2 separate regions of the Sus scrofa genome follow, and region 1 is linked to region 2. The links are chromatin contacts, called in public HiChIP or PLAC-seq maps. All regions are on one chromosome and are shown on one strand. The core of a region is the stretch at or near the end of the contact, and the rest is flanking DNA. Distances in the headings are between cores, read along the strand shown. Region 1 overlaps EML1 (echinoderm microtubule-associated protein-like 1). Region 2 overlaps EML1 (echinoderm microtubule-associated protein-like 1).

Evidence for each region. HiChIP or PLAC-seq counts read pairs in DNA pulled down with a chosen protein or histone mark.
Region 1: an H3K27ac HiChIP or PLAC-seq map of skeletal muscle shows a contact between it and region 2. The contact joins two enhancer-like sites. A contact is called at or near these places in 8 of 47 Hi-C or Micro-C datasets (adipocytes, embryonic fibroblasts, epiblast stem cells and 4 more) and 1 of 2 datasets of contacts at active chromatin or transcription factors (skeletal muscle).

What each region holds. Positions count from the first base shown.
Region 1 is chr7:120,833,989-120,838,572 of Sscrofa11.1, reverse strand. EML1 (echinoderm microtubule-associated protein-like 1) reads right to left here. Exons shown (of 23, transcript XM_021099697.1): 4 at 756-890. Among named protein-coding and RNA genes, the nearest start is that of EML1, 130 kb to the right of the region's middle. Within about 2 kb of position 3,117, at least 8 of the 83 cell types and tissues checked have an H3K27ac peak or open chromatin away from gene starts, as enhancers often do. A contact at or near this core is called in skeletal muscle, where this site is marked.
Region 2 is chr7:120,768,183-120,772,416 of Sscrofa11.1, reverse strand. All of the region lies in intron 1 of EML1 (echinoderm microtubule-associated protein-like 1), which reads right to left. Among named protein-coding and RNA genes, the nearest start is that of EML1, 67 kb to the right of the region's middle. Within about 2 kb of position 1,941, at least 30 of the 83 cell types and tissues checked have an H3K27ac peak or open chromatin away from gene starts, as enhancers often do. A contact at or near this core is called in skeletal muscle, where this site is marked.

The sequences.
Region 1 (4,584 bases), core at 1,868-4,367, 65 kb before region 2:
CTTGTGTCTGGGTGGCAAGGGTTCGATCCCCAGCCCAGCTCAGTGGGTTAGGAATCTGGCATTGCTGCAGCTGTGGTATAGGTTGCAGCTGCAGCTCGGATTCAACCCCTGGCTTGGGAACTTCCATATGCCATAAGTGTGACCCCCCCCAATAGTTTCTGACAAATCCTAAAATTAACTTTTCACCCAGTCTGTCATAGAAAATACTGTTGACAAGCTTAAGCCACTAAAATTTATTATAAAATGGCAGCTGAAAGTATTTGAAATTTATTTATCTATTTGGCCACAGCATGCAACCGCCTGATGTGGGATCTCAATTCCCAGACCAGGGATTGAACCCAGGCTGCAGCGGAGAAAGCGCTGAATCCTACCTGCTAGGCTACCAGGGAACTCCTGAGAGTATTAGGAATTTAAAGTGCTTCTATGGAAACTCAGAACGGCTTCCCAAATCCCCTGGTGTTGGTACTAAGTGAATTCTCAGGAGCTACTTCTGTCTGCTGAGAGTGCTGGGGATTCAAGCCATAGGTTTCTCCCTGGTTCAAGCCATAGGTTTGCACTATGGTTTTGCACAAGCTGGGATGAGCTGTGACCAACAGCTGACTGATGGGTGCCCACAATGACCTGGGGAGAAGACCTACGTATCACAGAGGGTTCCCAGCGTGTGTGCATATCAGAGGGTCTTCCGATTCATCTCTGGGGCAAAGGGGTCACCCCGCACCTGAAGAGCAGGAACCAGTGGATAAGACGCCTCTTACCTTTCACTGTTCTTCTTGCCACTAGAAGAACTGCTAGTGGATCCCGTGCGATTCCGGTTCCCTTTGGAATCGCCATAGCTCTCCCGTCGCCCGCCAGGAGACACCCGTTCAGAAGAGCTGGTCCTCTTGATGGTGCTAAAAGCACAACATAAGTGACAGTGAAACCCTTCGTGGAGTGATTGTATTTTATTGCTGAGCGTCTGTTTTCACAGAACGTCCTATTTCCATGTGGACATTTGAAAGATACACTGGTTCTAAATTCCCCACTACAGAGATCAAAAGACCTTTCAGGATGTCACCTTGAGATCGATGCCTCTACGCACTGCCTTTGGAGCCGGGGCAATTCGTGCAGTTCAAGGTCATCGAGGAAGCGGAAACATAAGCTCCCCGACCCCTCTGCGAGAACTCTCCAGGGACTTAGTGGGAGGTGACCCCCGCCCCTGCGCAGGCTTCAGTTAGACTGGTGGAGCTGCACTAGGGGGTCACCCTGCCCCTCCAGGGACACCTGGCAATTTCTGGAGACCTTTTGCTTATCACACTAGGGGGAGAGGGTTGCTACTGGCATCTAATGGGTAGAGGCCACAGATGCTGCTAAACACCCTACAGTGCCCATGACAGCGCTGAGACCATGAACGATCCAGCCCGCCATGGCACTAGTGCTGCTGCTACTGAAGAACTCTGGTTTAAAGGCCCACGTGGGACAAACATAGGGTGCCACATGTAACACTGGACACATTCCACGCCCTGCAGGAGGCCAGCTGAGAGGTGGTACCCATGCCAGCTCTTCCTTCCTTCTGTGTGACCAGAGGGACTACTGTGGACATCTGGGAAAGGCTTCCTGCAGATCGTGACTTTCCGGCAGAGCTCAAATGAACGGCTTGAATGTGTCACAATGACACGGTAGGGAAGAGGGTGTCCTAGGAAAACAGATACCCCACGCACAGGTAATTCACAGACAGGAGGGGCCATCGGCCAGGCCAGGGTTTGCAGGTTGACGGTTTGCTCTTGAAGCCTGGGAGTGTATTACAGTATAAAGCGTTCTTTAGCATCCTCATTAGGCCGTATGTTTCTTGCGATCCTGTCTCAGTTATCCTTCTTATTAGAGGGATATGTGTCTTTGCAGAGCCCAGGATAGGAGCAGGATAAATATTTATTCAATGAGAGGATGGACTAAATGAAACAATAATGAATGGGAGAGTCCCATGGACCCCGTTGCAGGAAGAGGCACGAGATGCTGTAATTCAGCACCTGTTCTGAGAGAAAGAAGGACAGGGATGGAGGCAGTGCTGCTCCAGGGCCGGGCTGTGGGGGGAGGTCTGGTCCGGGTGCACAGAGCCAAGTGGGGATGGGCGATAGCGCACGCCGTAATCCGGGAGGTGGCTCGGGACCTGCACGGTCAGCTGGGTATCACTGAGCCCCAGACGGGGAGCAAATTTCCCCGCCAGGAAGAAGAGACGATGAGAAGGGAGAGAGGCCCAGGGAAAGAGGAATTTTGTTAGACACGAGCTGAGGAACTGCCATGCGAATCTGAGGGGGCAGAGAAAAGGAGGCGGGGGAGCCTGGGGGAGGCAGAACCCAGAGGGGCTGGTTAGTGAAGGCTGCTGGGGCTGCAGGGGAGGGACCCAGCTGATGCAGCTCAGGGGCTCCAGTGAGCCCAGCGCCGGGGGAGGGTGGTAAAAGAAAGGGATTTCAACCGGAACGTGAGACAGCAAGACTGAGGCTGGCCCTGGGCTGGACCCCAAAGCTCTCCGTCCTCACAAGTAAATAACAGACAAACAGACTCACAGACTTCGAAAGCAAACTTACGGTCACCAAAGGGGACGGGCGGAGGTAGGGAGGGATGGACTGGGAGCCGGGGACTGGCATATGCACACTATGAGACATGGAATGGATGCTCAGTGGTACACAGGGACCTGCTGTCCAGCACAGGGAACTCTACCCAAGGTTCCGGGATAACCTACCTGCGAAAGGATGTGTGTCCATAAACAACTGAATCACTTTGCTATACAGCAGACACTACCACCACACTGTACATCAAATATACTTCGATAAAAGTTTTAAAATAAAAAAAGGAAAAAAATTTTAAAAATGGATTTAGAGTCTGTGAGAGCCCAGAGGCTCCGCTGCCTTCCCTTCCTTCTCTTTTCCTCCACGGCTGTCCCTTCCTTCGGCCAACTTTCAGTCCTTTTAAATCTGCAACTTCCAATTGGTCAGTAAACAATCACGTAGCGTGTTTTTAAAAACGGCTCGGCGTATCGGCTTTTGAAAAGCCACCCGGCTTTGTGAGCGGGTGATCATAACTACGTGACCCACACTCGAGATGCTCTGAAGACACTTGCAGTGTCGTCTCTCTGGTAACTGAGGAGGCCCTGAGCCGACAGCTGGGATCTGCACGGGCGTGCCTTCAGGTCACAGTGTGCATTTTTAGAACTCTCAATTTGAGGACAAGGAAATTACAGATCGTAGGAGAGCAACATACTTCTGAGCCCTGGGACTGAAGTCTGAAAATGACAGAAGCCTTTGGGGCTTAAAGCCCAAGATCTTCCAGTGACGAAAAACACCAAGCTAATTTCACGTCGTGGGATCTCTCTCTCTCTGCCACGCGGCCGGCACAAAGCTCTTGGGCACAGTGCCCCGGCAGCTGGCAGCCCCGAGCGTCACCTCCACGGCGTCCCTGTGGGAGTTCAGGGCGAGTTCACGGCAATTTAGAGACTTGTACAAAACTCCCTTAAAGAGCTGAAAACCCATGACTGTTCATCAATGACAGCAAAGGCTGACCAGCGTGCTAACAAGTCACATTTGACAGGGTGGTTGGAAGGGTTGAGGGGTGTCAATGACAGACACGTGGGCGGCAACAGGGCACATACATCAAGAGCTTTGCCTCTTACACGGGTCATTTAATTTAAACCTCAAATCCCCTGCCAAAGTATCATTATCCCCATTCTACAGATGAGGGAACAACTTCAGGGGTCTAAAGGAACACGTGTTTGAGGCTACTTGACTGCGTGTTCTCTCTGAGCCGCCTAATGAAGACAACCTGTGGTTTATGAAGCCCCCAAATACACGGGTTTTGAGGACCCACAGAACAGAGATGGAGAACATCTAAAAATCCAACAGAGGTCAATCATTATTAATACAGAGTTATATGGTACAAGACTTGATCCGCGGCAGGCATCGGATAAAACCCTCTAAGCTACCGCGCTACAAGGGAGGGGGAAAGACAGAAGCAGCAGCGAGGGTTACAAAGGCAATCTAAGGACCCCTCACCTGGGTGTTGATCTGTTCAGTTTGCACGCACTGAGAAGACTCACAGACCTGTTTAATCTACGCACGAGAGGCACAGAAACAAAGCAGAATAAACATGAGTGCAGGAAGGAAAGCGCGGAAAAACACTTTGGTAATAAGCTTCAATACATTTCAGAACTCACCACACATTAAAATTGGAAATCATTTTGGTTTTTCATGTACAGACTTGGGTATCACCCATCACAGCTCTTTCAAGATATTTGTCATTCATACATTGGCATTACCATGTTAAGCTTGAAAAAAAAATGTTATTGTTGTCGACAGAAAACAAACGAGACATTTCCTTTTGAGAGCCAAGCGCTCTCATGAGCTAAAGAGGATTTACTAGGACTCGGGGTGAAGGACAGAAAACAGAGCTTGAAGACAAGACATTTGCAGGAACAAGGGCAGCCAGGAGTAACACTGTATATTCACTATGAGAAGCATCCTTACATAACCAGTGGGGAATATCGAAGAAGCTGTCTCCTCTGGACAGCAAGTGAAAAAGCATGGTCTTTGTTTTGAAAGTGGTGGAAGTCCTACC
Region 2 (4,234 bases), core at 692-3,191:
ATCTTTCACCCACTGAGCGAGGGCAGGGACTGAACCCATGTCCTCATGAATGATGGCTGGATTCATTACCATCGAGCCACAGTGGGAACTCCACTAGTCGGCTTCTTAACCCACTGAGCGACAATGGGAACTCCCAAGATTATCTTTTCTACAAACAAACAAACAGAATCACATCTATGTATGGAAGTTTGGCCTTGAAGATTTGAAAAATAATTGTAAAGATAAGCAACTGTTCTATTTGTTTCCCCTCAAATCAAAAGTCAGTCTTTCTCTTGCATGAGACAGTGATTTGTTGTCCCTCGTGCAGAAACACAAAAGTGACAAGGTTGGTGTTTCAAAGCACACAAAACGGCTTTGCTCAACACAATGAGATTCATCATCGTTCCTCCAGAAAGAGGGTTAACGACGATTCCTGGGCCAAATGGGGCACTTCGCTTCCAAGGGCGGCAACGCATTTATTCCGCCTGAAGGGCAAGACGCGGAGCTGACAGAGTGTCGAGCGGATTCTTTGGCAGAGTTGGTCAGAGATGCTTTGGCTCACGGCCCCTCTGCCTACCCTCTGCTTGTTAGCCATGGACCAGGAGGTGGAATTATTACCCTTAGAAACACTTCATCCCGTTCACTTGCTTTAAAAACCACGGGAGAAGGTTTAGCTAAAGAAAAGCAAATTGTAACAAAGCAGTTGGTAACCGAGACGCTGGTCGCTAAGATCCCCAAACAAACTATTCGGGAGCCTCTGTTCAGAGCTTTATGTTATTTCCTTGATCCTTGAGACACGCAGCAACCCTGCAGAGATGCCTGCGTCCCCCTCGCATCCCCTCCCTCTTCAAACCGGCCCTAAATCTTGACTCTCTGAGTCTCTTTGGCGTGGAGGAAACCTCTGAGCCAGACAAATGGTAGTGCCCACCGCTAAGGAGGGGAAAGGGACCAGGCACACTGGGAGGGCAGAATGCGAGGACAAAGGGTCACGGAGAGGTTCCCGGCAGGCGACACGTTCCCACCCACCTCCCCCCACCACGGTGCTGGATGGTTGCAACAAAAGGCCGCTTGGTTTGTAGACAATCGGCCAGCCTCGCAGTTACTGTCGCTAGTTACCGAGTCTCAAAGAAGAATGTTCATCTGGATACGGAATGACATCTACCCTGTTAGATTTAGGTTAGAAGAGGCTCATTGGTGGCCTTCTTTTTCAGTCTATACCCAGCTGTTCTGGTGTCATAAAGACAGAGCTTGGCCAGTGCCCCCAGGCACACGTGACTGAGCTGGCATACGTGCCAAGGCCATGTTGTCAGTGTCAGCAAGCCCACATCACCCCAACCACAAGCATACATCTCTCTGCTGTGTCAACGCCAACGACCACTTAATGTTCAGGAGTGAGCTGGGCCAACACATCCTCAAAGACGAGAGAGGCTTTGCCCTTGAGGATCAAGAAGGAGGGTGTGGAGAGAAGGACAGGAGGTGAACCCCCCAAATACGGGGGACCCCCAGACAGACCTGTCTGGGTGTGGCGTGCAGAGGAATCAGAAATACTTCCCCATGTGGTCAGGGAGTCCTGCGGTCCCAAGGCACAGTCCCACAGACTGTGTCACGGGCAAGGATTGGGAAGCCTGCTTTAGAGCAGGGAAAACCAAGGCACGCTGCGGTTAAATGATCTGTCCCAGGAATGTGAAAAAGAGCCACCTTTGCACTTGGACTGAGTTTTGCAGAGGCGAGTCCTGGAGGGCAGACATCCGACTTGGGGGCCTCTGAAGGCAGCCGAGAAGGGAGAGCAGGAGCCGGGCCCTGCAGATGGCGAGCTGTGTGTCCTGGGGGGGCTACCGAACCCTGAGTTCCTCGGCTGTGAAAGGGGCCGGAATGAGAAACTACAACGATTCTAAGCTGCAGATATGAAGCAGATGGGAAGCGTCCTGTTCCTCTTCACAAGCCAAGAGCCAGGCCCTGTAAGAGCAGACGCAGATTCCTGCAGAGGGAAGGGCGGGGTGACCTCAGTGGTCAGAAGACTCACCCCGAACTCTGCTTGGCCGGACGATCCTCGGCACATCTGGCTGCCTGCTCTGTAGGCCGCTGGCCGGCCCTAGCGGCGCTGTGACAGATGACTATGGTACAGGGGCCTCGTGGCTCCCCCAGGGGCCCCTTCCGCCTACAAGCCAAGCTTTCCCCTGAACGCCAGTCAAGCATGAGGCCAGTGTCCACAGATATGGTCTCAGCAGGAACTGCTGGGCACGGGCCAGCCTGGCCACCGGGTCCCACTGGTCCACAAGCCCTTCCCCGGTTCAAACCCCCAGGGCCTGACAGGCTTTTGACCTCAGAACAAAAGCGGGGGCGCAGACCCCCTATGACCCAATACCCCCCGAAGGGTGTTTGGCAGCAGCCCTTAATGACACTCAAAAATAGCTCTACACAGAGCAGAAGAACTTTCACGGGAAAGGGAGAAACCATTAAAAGCCACAGGTTTCGATTCGGGGAGGTCCCCCCACCCCCACCCCAGCAAATGATGTCCCACAGGGCCCAGTCTAAATAACAGCTGAGCTCCCAACAGACATTTGGTTTTCAGAGCCTTCTGGATTTTGAAACCACAGATAAGGGATTAGGGGCAGATTTAGAAGCTAGTTCTCCCTCAGGCCACTGGATCTTCAGGCATCCAAGATAAACATGCAGGAGACAACGAGCAGACGGGCAGAGTGCAACCTGGGTTCCAGGGCACCTGCCCGAGGCCTGGACATGACTTCTGGGCAGGTTTCAGCTGATGCTTCAGCCAGAATGGAAAACCCCACAAGTAAGAGGTATTACAGCAAAATCGCTCCAAGATGATTTCAGGGAGAGTAGGAATTAAAAAAAAAAAGGCAAGGCACTTTTTACCCAGGATGTGGCCCTGAAGAACAAGGTCAATATTCGGCAAACATATTTGAGTAGATGAGGAAATTTACAGTGACGTAAGGAAATTTATGGTTTTAAGAACATGCTATAGAATTCTATAAATAATCTTGTAATGGCTTATGCTTTAACCTTCCAGATTTCTGAATGTCAGTTTTCTTAAAAGGCATCCCTATCAATAATTGTTTCAAGGTTTAAGAAAACAACCACCGCAGCAATAAAATTTGCAGAATTGAAAATGCAATTAGCTGTGCCGTATTTTCTCCCTCCCTCCTTTCCTTCCTTCCTTTCCTTCCTCTCTCCCTTCCAATTTATTTGTTTGTTTGTTTTGCTTTTCAGGGCCACACCTGCGGCATATGGAGGCTCCCAGGCTAGGAGTCAAATCAGAGCTGTAGCTGCCAGCCTACACCACAGCCACGGCAACACCAGATCCGAGCCACACCTGGGACCTACTCCACAGCTTGCGGCAACGCCAGATTCTTAACCCACTGAATGAGGCCAGGGATTGAACCCACATCCTCATGGACACTTTATAGGGTTCTGAACCCACCGAGCCACAGTGGGAGCTCCCATATTTTCTTTCTAAATAAAGTGTTCTTATATAGGTAGATTGCCAGAGCGATATAGACACTAACACACAGAAGGCGACATGGCACTGTTCAAAGAACCCTGGGTTTTGCTGGAGACCTGGGCTTGGGATCAGTCACTTCCTGAACCGAGTGGCGCTGGGGAAGCTAACATCCACCTGCCATCTGACCGGGCGCATCATCTGTAACAGGAACGTGACAGAAGAGCAGGGATGTCACTTACGCTAGAGCGCGGTGGTGAGAATTCAGGGAGAAACAGATCTGAAGGTGCTTTTCAAGCTCTAAGGTACTAGACTGGAGACGGGGTTACACTGGGGTTGTGTTTTAAGGTCAGTACATGAGAGGGACATCGTGTCAAAATTACTCTTGAAAAATCCCTTTGTCCACAGTGTTTCACACACATGGTGTTGTGTACACCGAACCTCCTCTCCATAAGTCCCTCCCACGTTAGAACAAATTACAGCAGGTGGCCTGTGTTTCGAGGCCACACCAAACAAAAAAAGAAGGTAAATCAACAAAATAAAATGGTATGTATGTGTATGCCTGTGTGTGTGAATTTCTATATATACAATACATACAGACATATAGAGACATACATACATATATATATATATATAGTTGTGTTTTTTTTCACCAAGCTACGTACACAAATATGTAGAGTCCATGACTATTGAAAGCTGCTACACTGACTCCACTCTCCAATGACTAAGAGGCTCTGCTCCATGCGACGGAGTTATTTCACCGCTGTAAACAACGAAGAAGTATTTCTGGTTGTC